Linked DNA regions of Mus musculus: regions 1, 2 and 3 are each linked to region 4. A link is a contact called in public HiChIP or PLAC-seq data. All regions are on one chromosome and are shown on one strand. The core of a region is the stretch at or near the end of the contact, and the rest is flanking DNA. Distances in the headings are between cores, read along the strand shown. Region 1 has its middle 200 kb from the start of Gm34552. Region 2 holds the start of 1700086L19Rik (RIKEN cDNA 1700086L19 gene). Region 3 has its middle 46 kb from the start of Gm34552. Region 4 holds the start of Kcnh5 (potassium voltage-gated channel, subfamily H (eag-related), member 5).

Region 1 (2,776 bases), core at 37-2,536, 660 kb after region 4:
ACAGAGCTTTGTCTATTTTTTTCCTCCATCTGTATTGTTTATCAATCGTTTCATAGATATTTATTCATGTATTATACTCCACTGCTCCTTTATGATATTAGTTATTTTTCCCCAGCTTTTACTACCTATGGCTTTCTAGGGAGTCTCAATGTCTCCTTTACGCACCCCATCACTGTGGGAGACAGGGGTGGGGGAGTGAAGAGAGGAGCATTTGCTGAGCACTCTGGCAGGAGCAACTCTCAGATCAGGACCATAAAAGTTCTCATCTCGGACTGACTCTTTCCATGTTGAGCATAGACATGAAAACCAAAGGCACTGCAGAAGAGCGGTATTAAGGGTCAAACACTAGACATCTCTCACCTCCGATGAAGGCAGTGAAAGCCCAACTGCAGCAGCTCTGGTTTCATTCACCACATCCTACTATTTTAATTCATATCCCACAGGAATATGTGATGGAAGCATATCATGGGCTATTGCCAACCTGAGAGTGGCTGAAAACTTACTGTGAATGAAGAATCTCTTCCCCCTACTTCTGACATTTGAAAAAATATCTCCATTTATATGGATGAGAATAAAACTACATCAGGCCACATTTAAGCATGCAGATGGAAAATTTTTCTATTTGAAATAAAATACCATCCCAGCCCATGCCCAGTAGTAAATGGCCAACACAAAATGAATGCATTGGTATTTTTATAGACTTTTGTGACATATTGCTTTGTTTATGTATTTGATTTTTTGTCTTATGGGTCTTTTGCTTGTATATTTTGGTTGTTTGTTTTGGATTTTTATGATTTTGGATTCTATATATAGGTACATATGCAGGTGTGAATGTATGCCTCTTTCTCTCTGTCTCTGTCTCTATCTCTTTCTCTGTCTCTGTCTCTCTCTCTTTCTCTCTCTGTCTCTCTCTGTCTCTGTGTGTGAGTGTGTGTGTGTGTGTGTGTGTGTGTGTGTGTGTTTGTGTGTATTGGTTTCTTCCTTGTTTGTTTAAGAGTATGAGAAACAGTGTATAATTGGATGAGAGGGGAGGTGGTGAGGATCTGGGAGGAATTGGGGGAGGGAAAACCATGATTGGCATATTCCATATAAAAATCTTTTTCAATACAAAATAAAAAAATTAAAAATCAAAAAAAAATTTTTCAAAACCATCACCCCACACCCAGCTAGAATATCTTTATCCTGGCAGAGTCGCAGGCCAGTCAGTAGCAGGCTGGGGATGGCCCTGCCTTGGGCTATGCTGCTTCAGCTCTCAGTCACAGGCAGCTGCTCCTTTTGGAAGCAAATGGATCTGTCAGCCCCACCAGCTCCCACACAGCACTCGCTCAACTCATTAACTGGATGTTTCAGAGCAGACAACAGCTGAGAATCCCTGCCCAAAAAGATCCATGTCATCTTTATCATCAGCAGTAACAGTACCAGTGACTGCCAAATATATTCAGGACACAAATGAGAACATAGGACTGGACTCAGGACCTGCCGGGTGGAATCAGCATCAGAACGCAGACACTAACACAGAAACAAGAGGCCCAATGGGAATCTTTTCTTCAGAGAAAAGGAAAGCTGGGGGAGGGGAGAAGGTTCTTGTGGTTCAAATCCAATGGTGTTGCTCCTGCTTCTGAAGTGATTGCTATGTTTCCTTTAAATGGGTGCAGTCAGGATGAAGCCAATAAGCTCTACCAAAAACGTGCACCTAGCTGTTTGCCAAATTCTCACTTATCTGCCCTGCTTTGAGTTCAATAATGAGAAGATACCCTCTATGCAAAGGCATGGCAGAGAGGCGAAGATAATATTTTGTGCATATTTTCACCTGATGACGTGTGATGGGTCAGACTCACTCTAAATCCTACTACAGACCACTCTATGTCTTTGCATGTTCTGTCTTCAGTTCTCAATTCTTCCAGCTTTGGAAACTTTCAGAACATTATTGGCAGAAAATCTCTCCCATGTTCTAGACCTTTCAAGTAAATACACAATATAAAACTCTTCCCTCTAGAAGCCTCTACACACGACATTATTAACCTTTGGAGGAGGCACGGTATGCAGGTGTGACTGTGAGCATCTGCTTTTCCAAGCTTTGTGTAAGCCTGGCTTCCTCCACAGAAGGCCAAGAGCCCTGTCAATCTTGGCACTATCCCAATCTAGTTTTTAATCATAGTAGGTTTTTCTTTAATAATGCCATTAATCCCCGTTAACATGCATGTTCAAGGATATACAGGACAAGAAAATATTCTGGTTTTAGAAATACAATGATATCTGGGCCTTAGAAGGAAGGAAGTTCTTATAGACATCCCATTTAGGGCTACAGTATTTTATTCTCCACATCTTAACCAATTGTGTACTACCACCTACTGCAGAATAAAGATTAGCTGATGAGAGTTAAGAGATACATCAATCTATTGAGCATAAATATAAATCATTAAGAGTTGATTTAATACTATGTCAGTTTAGCAGAACAGTAGTAGTAAGCTTTCACATGGGCCTTATGATATATTAAAAAATAAATTGGGCCTTTATAATGGTGCCAAGTGTAGAATGGGTTTTTGTCTTCTGGAATGGGTTTTTAAATCCAATCTGAAAGTGACTGGTTACCTTCATGACATTTGTGCCACCATTGTACCAGTGGTCATGCTTAGACAGGATTGTCATTTTTATAACTCATTTTTGTTCACAGATTGATAAGGTTGACTTGTGATCACTTTTCTTCTCTGGTAGCATACATATAACCTTCCCTTACCATGAAATGTATCCATCAGGTATAAGCTTCCAGGTGAAT
Region 2 (2,700 bases), core at 160-2,659, 890 kb after region 4:
TCTGGATACATATTTAAACAGTAATTTCTCTTCGGAGGGTGATTACCTGGTAATGCTGACTCAGACCGAAGAGTGTATGTCTAGGACAGCCTCGGAAGATGTGGTGAGAACTCCCCTTGGCACATGGAGCATGTCTCACAGCCTCGGGCTCATGAATGGGGACCTGGGATCTTGAAACAAGGAGACATACTGGCATAAGACACCTCTAAAGAATCAGGGATGCAGGGACATGAATAAGTTATCAGGGCAGGAGAAGGCGGGTGGGGTGGGGATGGGGGGCGGCACTGAGACGTTTGAGGTGGGGCCGATCTGGGACATGGTTTAGAAAGAAAGATAAACCTTCAAACTCAGGATCACTTAAGTTTAAGTAGGAGCGACGTCAACTCCCCCTAAGAGATCTGAAAAGTGCACAATAGTTCATCTTGTCAGTGATTTACTCGAGCGGTTATTTTGGGGAAATGTGATTAAAAAAAAAATCACAGCCAGCTCTTGTATAATTTTAGGCTGCATCACCCTCCAAAATAACAAAGCAATTAACTCAAAACACCATAACTTGTTCTTTCTCTGACATACTGACTCTTTCTGGCAAGGTCTGAAGTAGCTGCTCCACGTTTGAAGATAGTTCTCAGCAAAGGGTTCCGTTTAACCACACCTAGTCTGCATGGCTGTGTGCTCACGGATCTCATCATCTTCTATATTTAGAGAGACGGGCTTTCCAAGGGAAGACGGGCATCCAATAAGGACGATCCCATCTAGAGAGGTGAGTTACTATGGTTACTGCTCAGGAGGCTGAGGACCAGTGAACCACTGCTCCTGGCCAGCTGGACCCTTTCCAGATGAGGACCTAAAACAGAAGCCCGTGTTGACTGAATTTCGTGGAGCCTACTTCGTGTCGTTTTATCCATAACCACGGGCTGCCTTTGGGAGCTGCCTCCAGCTCTCCAGCCTCGGGCAGCCAGGCAAAGCAAAATCAAGGAAGGTGGAAAACTTCTAAGCACTAACAGACAGTAGCGAACAGAGGGGGAGTCTCAATATCCAATCCTGGCATTTAAAAAATCAAATCAAGTTATTCGGGACCAGTGGCTAGTCACTTTTCAGTGGCTGGGGGCAGGGTGGGATCCGAGGCCAAGTCCCTAACCTCCAGCCGTAGGGAACGCGTCTTCTCTGGGCCTCGGGTCAGATGCCTGGCTGGAGGGGTCCTGGCAAACCTTGAGAGGGGTCCACTTACCCGAAGACTGCGTGTGCAAATGTTTCACAGCTCCTGTTTTTTCGCGAAGGTGTCACTCTTCGGACGGGTTCTGACAGCGACAGCGACAGCGGCGGCGGCAGCGACTGCAGCTCGGCGGGGCGGCCGGCTCCTGCAGGTCGGTCCCTCCTTCTCTGAAGCGCCTCTCGCTCCGGCTCAGAACGCGAGGCGGGCGCGCGGCTTTTCTAGGCGCGCATTGGACCAAAGGGAGCAGATGTTATCCGGTTGCTAGGAGCGTTGCTAGGAGGCGATGACGCCCCTCCACCGCCCGAAGCAACTTTCCTGAAGGTCTCGGGCGCCAGAGGGGGCTACTGAGAGCCAGACTGGGAGCTCTACCGGGAAGGAAGGCTGAGAACGAGGGGTCCAGCCACGGGTCACACTGACTTGGTCCAGGAGAGCTGGCGACACGGGAGCGGGAGCGTCGCGGGCCTGAGCGTTAAGAGGAGTCTCGCGTCCCAGAAAACGGTCACTCACTGGAGGCTGGATTGGTGTCCCCATGGAAGTTGAATGGGGACAGAGGTGGAACTGCATTTAAAGGTGTGAGGGATCCTTTGGCTCCGGGACTGTGTCCCACTGTGTTCCTGTTACTACAAGCAGGTTTGAGCAATTGACAGACTTGAAAGAGGGAAATATTAATCCATGAAACTCAATCCTGAGTCTAATTCCTTTGGGCACCCTATATGGCTACCTCCTAAAAACGGGAGGATGGCACCGGGTAGACGAGGGGGAGTGTTTCCATGGGGTGTTCCCATGGTCTAGTGTTCTGCCTCTATACCATTAGACTTCATCTAAATGAGAGAAGAATAAACCCTTCAATTAATATGAAATGTTCTATAAAAAATAATCACACAAATGACATGAAGTTGGAAGAAAGATGTAGGGGTTTCCAGGGATAGTGGTCCCGGGAGTGGGAAATGAATATGGTCGAAACACATTGCATACCTGTATTAAGTTCTCAAAAGGCAAATAAAATCTATCTTTTTAAATGCACCTCAAAAGGGTACTTTCCACAAAGGATACTGGGGAAACTACATATGTTTCAGTCATTGTTGCTTTAATGTAGTTTCCACAAAGGTTTGCAGCTTCTCCAATTTCTTGATAGAGCTTATTTTGATTCAGTTTTTGTTTGTATTCTTGACCATTGCTTCTCATCCTCACCGTGGCTGTTGTGAAATGGTTTTATTTTATTGAGGGGAAAGAAAAAAAAGAAGACTGCAAGAACCTCAAAGTGGGAACATCTGAGAAGCCAATGAGCAAATTCAAGAAAGGAAACCAAAATACCTAGTAAAGAAATTCTGCTTAGCATGCTCCCTTGATGATAAATTTCTCCTAAGAAAGGAGTACAGAATTTCCCTGGCTCCCTAGAGAGTTGGGCCAGGGCCAGGGCCAGGATGGAAATCAGCACCCCTGGGACTCACTTAGAAAGAAATACTGTGTTTAGATCCAAGCCAGGC
Region 3 (2,700 bases), core at 154-2,653, 810 kb after region 4:
CAAGTACCCAGGGAGTCCAGAGGAGCGAACGGGATCCACTGAAGACGGAGTTACACGTTGTGAGCTTCAAGACTTGGGTGCTGAGAAGCAAACTCAGGTGCCCTGCACAAACACTGCGTGCTACTAACCTCTGTGCCATCTCCAGCCCCTTGTTTGGTGACTTCTGAAAAGTCTGGAATTGATGATGCTGATATTGGTTCCATAAACATTGGTGCATTCCTCCTTTTTCTGTATTAGTGCTTTAAACGTGGGGGACACTCTTAGGTGATGTTTGATATTTGTATTAAGCCATCTGGGGCTATTTAATAACATAACTTAATCTGAGTAACTTATAAACAATAGAATTTAATATTTCACAGTTCTGGTGGTTGGATAGCTCAGCCAAAGCCCTGGCCAGTCTCTGGTGAGGCCTGGTATCCTCACATCATAGAAAAACAAGTCCACCCTGCTTCTTTTAAAGATACTGCTAAGGTGTTAAGATAGCTTGTCCCCAGGGGCTGTGTGTTGGAGGTCTGGTCCTCACTCAGTGTAGTCATGCTGGTATTGATGTGGTGGAGCCTGAAGTCGAGAGCTTCTTGGAGCATAATTTGTTACTAGAGGCTCCAAGCGCATAAAGGAATCACTACTTCTCAAAGAAGAGGACCAAGCCACGTGTGCCTGGATTCAGCCATTTGGCTGGTTGTTGTAGAGCAAGACCCTATATGTTCATGGACACTCTTCTGCACACATCTCTTTTCTGACTCTGCTGTGCTGCGATATAGCCAAGGGGGCCTCACCAGAATGCTGTTGTCATGCTTTCTGGACCATCCAACCTCTAGAAAAGTGAGGCACATAAGTGTGTTTTCCTTAACTAACCAAGCCTAGGGTATTTTTGTCATATGATCCAAAATATTCGAGGATCAGGACTAATCCTGTTCATAAGGACCCAACCCTCATGACCTATTCACCTCTTACAGCCCGCCCTCCCCATGCTCCTGAATTAAGTGTATTTAGGATCGGGCTTTAACATTTGTCTCTTGGAGGGAAAGGAGACTGCAGTGCTTTGCAGCTGCTGATGAAGGAATTCTAGCGTAATGCCAGCATTGTCCATGAGATTTACCATAAAGATCTTCAAACTCCAGTTACAACTCGTTTTCCCTCCTCATCACCCGTGTTTGACAGCGATTCTGGAACAGTGAAAGGAAAGGTTCCCACTTCTAGGTACTATGCCGTTTGGCCAGATAAACCTCAGGAAAGAGTTCATTAAAATGAAGAAGGCAGCTCCTCTAATAACACCCCTTTATCCGCCTTGCCCAAATTGGCATTTGCTTGGATGGTTTTAGATGCTGAGGCTTAGCTCTCCTGTCACTGTGCGCAGAGTGAGCTTCGTTAAGCAGCACAGCCTAGGCTTTTTCAAGAAGCATTATTCTAAGGCTGCTGGTGCCCAGCTGCATCTTGATATGCAGAAATGTGCTTGAAGTTCTCTCCCAGGAGAAGCATTAAAATTGGGTCACGGAGAAAAACAGGTTACAGAAGCCTCTCTGAGCAGTGAGCCCTTCAACATGAGTATGCATGCAAGCGGCAGGAAGGCTAGGAAAACAGGATCTCATCACGAGTATCTGTGTAAGGTAGTCATCGTTGGTCTTACACTGTGGGTCACTATCCAGTTCTGTGTGGCCATCTACACTGGGCTTAGACTGATGCATATCCTTTCCGAGAGAGAGAGAGAGAGAGAGAGAGAGAGAGAGACAGACAGACAGACAGACAGACAGACAGACAGACAGAAGGACACATACACACATATGGGTGTATACAGTCTTTCATCACATAAAAATAACAAAGCTAATTTACATATATGATATATTTTGCTCATTTTTCCCCCTACCTCTTCCCGTAACTCCTTGCAGATTCCTCCAGCCTACCCTACCTCTGAAGTTCATGTTCTTTGTATTTTTAATAACCCATACTACAGTGTTAACTGGTTTGATCCTGTGCAGGTGACCACAGCTGCCATAAGTGCATGGGCACAGCAGAACTTTACAAGGCTATGAGAAACAGATGTCAGTGCAACCCACCCTTAATTTGGAATTGGCAAGCATGATGTTTTGCCTACTCTAATTCACTTGCTAAAATTTATACTCGAAGTGAGTCTGCTTTCTGGTTTGATTTTTACTGAACTTTAACCAGAAAGGCAGAGGGACTGCAAAGCATCAACAATTGCATAGCATGTTTGATAGGCTAGAGTTCATCATAACTGTAATCTCTCTCACTCTACTCTCTCTCCCCCCTCTGTCTCTCTCTGTCTCTCTCTCTGTCTCTCTGTCTCTGACTCTCTCTCTCTCTGCCTCTGTCTCTCTCTCTCTCATGTGTGTGTGTGTGTCTGTGTGTGAGATGTTCGCAGAAAGATCCAGTGAGAGAAACTAACAATCAAATAAGAGAAAACCCTCAGTATATCTCAGCAAATCCCACAGGAAGGAAGGTTTTATCCACTTCACACCTCAACTGCCTGTTTGATTGCCTGCTGCAGCCTGCAGAATTATCAGTGTGTTGGCTCTCCTTCAGCCCAGACCTTTCAAAGTAGGAAGCACTTCTCAGCATGCAGATAGATCACAAAACTGCCTACAAACAGAGAATACAAGGGAGTGGCCCCAGCCTGACTTAGGCAGACGCTGGGACTTTAAATAGTATAGATGGCTTATTTGTTTGTTTGTTTAACATAAG
Region 4 (2,895 bases), core at 319-2,818:
ATGTCTGTATATTCAGCACTCCACCAACAGCTGAGTAATCTGGGATCTTTTAGAACAGGTCATGTAAGACACAGCAGAAGGGGAAATGAAGTATGTGTTTAAAATTGGGGTTGTAGTGATGGGTCTGGTTGTGAAGTCCTTGTTATTCCTGTGGCCCAACCCGTTTTCATTTTCCCTCAGAAGGAATCTCCATGGAGCTAACTTTTGGCATGGCCACCTTTCAAATTTGTGCAGCTGCCCTGGCTCTGGGTGGGGAGCGGAAATTTTGGAGGAAAGAAAAATTACCGTAGGGTAAAACCTGGATCCTGGCTTTACATTTAACTCTCTGCCAGAGATAGATACATAGATAGGTAGGTAGGTAGGTAGGTAGGTAGGTAGGTAGGTAGGTAGATAGATAGATAGAGCGAGCAAGAGACAGACAGAGACAGAGACAGACAGAGAGACAGAGAGCTAGGGAGAGCACTTTAAAGGCCAGTGAATGGAGGAGTATTTCACTGTCACAGGCCCGTAGGTAGCAAGTAGATGCTGCTGCTCTTACTCTCAGGATGCCCTCTGTTTGACAGGCAATCATTTCCACAAAGATTACCTCGCCCTGGGTAGCTTGACCCCAGCAACCAAGATGTATCATTCAACTAACCTTTACCCTTTGCCCCCTGCCTCTCCCCCAACTCAGAGCCTTTTCTGTTCCCAGAGGGTTCTTGACTCCACAGGCCCAGGTGGAGTCTCCTAAAGGGAAGTTTAGGGTTGCCCTACGCTTGTGGCTTGGGTATCATATTTAGGCAGAGGGTTTATTACCAACAGATTGATAAACTCCATCCTCAGAGTTCTTAGCGCCCCTACTTAGGGATAAGGCCCCCAAATTTGCATGTCAAGACTTCTTAGGGGATGCTAATGCTGTAGCCTGGAGCAAAAACAGCGCCTTTCACAAAAGAAGGGGCTGCCAAGCTCTTTGGGCTCCCCCTTTCTTTTCATGTCTTCCGGTCCCTTTCTCACTTGTGGAAATTTCCCTTTCGTGTGGCTGCCCCCTGCTTTTAGACCGCTTTTTAACAGTCCCACTCCGGTCCAGGTCCTGAATGTAGAGGAGGGCGGCCTCTCCCCAGCCTTGCGCAGCTTTATTCTCTCAGCTTGTACCACTTTTCCACGCAAGCGCTGCCGGTTGCTCGCGCTCTTGTCTGAATTGTTGACTCTCTCTTTGGACTGCTAGCATCGAGCATTAAGTGAACTCTTATTTTTCTTTTTTCTTTTTTCCAAGTTTGGGTAGGGGGATCCGGTTTCCTGTTCTCCTGTACTTAGCAGCCCTGGGGTAGCTCTCCAGAGGCTGTGTCAGAGCCAACCTCCCTCCCCACCCCTCGCGCGCCAAATCCAGCCTGGGGCGCAGGGCCATTCCGGGTGCCAGCTCTGCTCTCATATTCCATCTGGCTTCTGCTCCAAATAGTGGGGTTTCTCAGGGTGTAGAAAGCTCCCGTGTGGAGGCTTCAGGCGCCAGAGCCCGGAGGGGGGCGGTAGCAGCGTCAGGTGGCTGCTCCGCGTCCCCGAGCGCCACCCAGTCACTTCCTACTCGGCGCACAGTCTGGGCTAGAGCAGGAGCCCTCTTGCATCTCAGCCCCAGGACCCGAGTCCTCCGGAGCTGCTGGGGTTTCGGACAGCGGCAGCAGGAGAAGCTGAGATGTGACCTGCTCTCCCCAGAGATTGCCATTTCCCTCTCTGGTGCCTGCCTCGCGAACAACAGCCCGCACCAGCCAGCGAGCACTTGTCTGGATCTTCCTGGAGAAAGGAGCAGCCACTAGGCGCTCGCAAAGCCTGGACAGAACTTTGGCTGCCCTGGGTAGCTGTGAAACAGCTGAGTGAGAAGGGTGGGCTAGGAGACCAAGGGAGCAGAGAGCTAAGGAATGGGGTCTTAGCCTGGGCTAGGGGTGGGGAGAGGGAAGTCGAGTTGCTCCTCGCTCTCTCCCAGAGCCCGGGCGCGGGGCAGAGGGAGAAATGCTGAGCCCGCGTCCGGGCTCCTGCCTCCCCGGCAGCATCTTCAGCAGCAGCCTCAGCATCAGCACCGGCGGGACAGCGACAGCGGGGGCGGCGCAGGCGCACTGTGCCCGGCGGAGCCTGCAGTTCCCCAGCCCCGTGTGCGGCACCGCCACAGTCTGGGCAGCGGCGGCCGGGGGAGCGCTACTACCATGAACTGCTTGGTCCTCCTTCCCAGAGCTGCTCATCCGGGTCGGGCTGGAGACACACTCAGGGGACCCCGCCGCCGCCGCCGCGCCCCCTTTTCTTTCAGCACCATCTCCACTACCTTTTCCTCCTCTTCTTCCACCTTTTCTTCCTGCTTCCCCCCCTCCCCCGCCGCGGATCCTGGCCGCTGCTTTCCAGACCCAGGATGCCGGGGGGCAAGAGAGGGCTGGTGGCTCCGCAGAACACATTTTTGGAGAACATCGTCAGGCGCTCCAGTGGTAAGGAGAGTTGCAGTTCAGAACATTCCCTACCTTCATCCCGCCCACGGCGCCCCCGTCCTGCCCATCCCATCCCTCTTCTAAGGGGGGAGGGGGTGTAGGCAGTGGTACCTGGTGGCTTAGGGTGGGTGGGGGCCGGGAAGGAGGTGGTGGAGGGACTTAAGTTGCATCTGTTTCCTAAGAGAGATGTACCCCCTCCCACCTGTCCAGACCTTAGAGTAGGAGCTAGGAAAGGGGGTGGGTAGAGCGGAGGTCCATCAAAATAGCTTTGAATTTCACTTTGATGATGAATCGCTCCTTGTCCCATCGCTCCCCAAACAAGCTGCAAGCGCTGACCAAATTCTTAGAGCCAGTTTTTGGAGGAAGCTTTCCTTTTAAGTTGGGAATGACTGGGAAAGTGGCCACTTCATCAAATTTAAGTCACTAGGATGGCTTTTGGACCCACTGTGCA

What was found. HiChIP or PLAC-seq counts read pairs in DNA pulled down with a chosen protein or histone mark.
Region 1: an H3K4me3 HiChIP or PLAC-seq map of neural tube shows a contact between it and region 4, with 3 times the contacts expected there. The contact joins the enhancer-like site here to the promoter of Kcnh5 in region 4. A contact is called at or near these places in 14 of 39 promoter capture datasets (the 3T3-L1 cell line, 3T3-L1-derived adipocytes, cranial neural crest and 8 more), 1 of 484 Hi-C or Micro-C datasets (uterus) and 7 of 115 datasets of contacts at active chromatin or transcription factors (astrocytes, embryonic forebrain, embryonic hindbrain and 4 more).
Region 2: an H3K4me3 HiChIP or PLAC-seq map of embryonic stem cells shows a contact between it and region 4, with 10 times the contacts expected there. The contact joins the promoter of 1700086L19Rik here to the promoter of Kcnh5 in region 4. A contact is called at or near these places in 6 of 39 promoter capture datasets (the HPC-7 cell line, cranial neural crest, embryonic stem cells and 2 more), 1 of 484 Hi-C or Micro-C datasets (embryonic stem cells), 5 of 115 datasets of contacts at active chromatin or transcription factors (astrocytes, embryonic stem cells and stem cell-derived neural progenitor cells) and 1 of 9 other capture datasets (macrophages).
Region 3: an H3K27ac HiChIP or PLAC-seq map of SST interneurons shows a contact between it and region 4, with 9 times the contacts expected there. The contact joins the enhancer-like site here to the promoter of Kcnh5 in region 4. A contact is called at or near these places in 12 of 39 promoter capture datasets (the SN4741 cell line, cranial neural crest, embryonic stem cells and 7 more), 8 of 115 datasets of contacts at active chromatin or transcription factors (SST interneurons, craniofacial prominence, embryonic basal ganglia and 5 more) and 2 of 9 other capture datasets (adipose tissue and pancreatic islet).

The regions. Positions count from the first base shown.
Region 1 is chr12:74,515,246-74,518,021 of GRCm38.p6, reverse strand. No RefSeq gene overlaps it. Among named protein-coding and RNA genes, the nearest start is that of Gm34552, 200 kb to the right of the region's middle. Within about 2 kb of position 1,286, at least 19 of the 459 cell types and tissues checked have an H3K27ac peak or open chromatin away from gene starts, as enhancers often do. A contact at or near this core is called in neural tube, where this site is marked.
Region 2 is chr12:74,282,985-74,285,684 of GRCm38.p6, reverse strand. 1700086L19Rik (RIKEN cDNA 1700086L19 gene) reads right to left here and starts at 1,409. Exons shown (of 4, transcript NR_030735.1): 1 at 1,229-1,409; 2 at 47-170.
Region 3 is chr12:74,361,959-74,364,658 of GRCm38.p6, reverse strand. No RefSeq gene overlaps it. Among named protein-coding and RNA genes, the nearest start is that of Gm34552, 46 kb to the right of the region's middle. Within about 2 kb of position 1,403, at least 18 of the 459 cell types and tissues checked have an H3K27ac peak or open chromatin away from gene starts, as enhancers often do. A contact at or near this core is called in SST interneurons and forebrain, where this site is marked.
Region 4 is chr12:75,176,005-75,178,899 of GRCm38.p6, reverse strand. It overlaps Kcnh5 (potassium voltage-gated channel, subfamily H (eag-related), member 5), which reads left to right and starts at 1,568. Exons shown (of 11, transcript NM_172805.3): 1 at 1,568-2,444. The coding sequence starts at 2,372.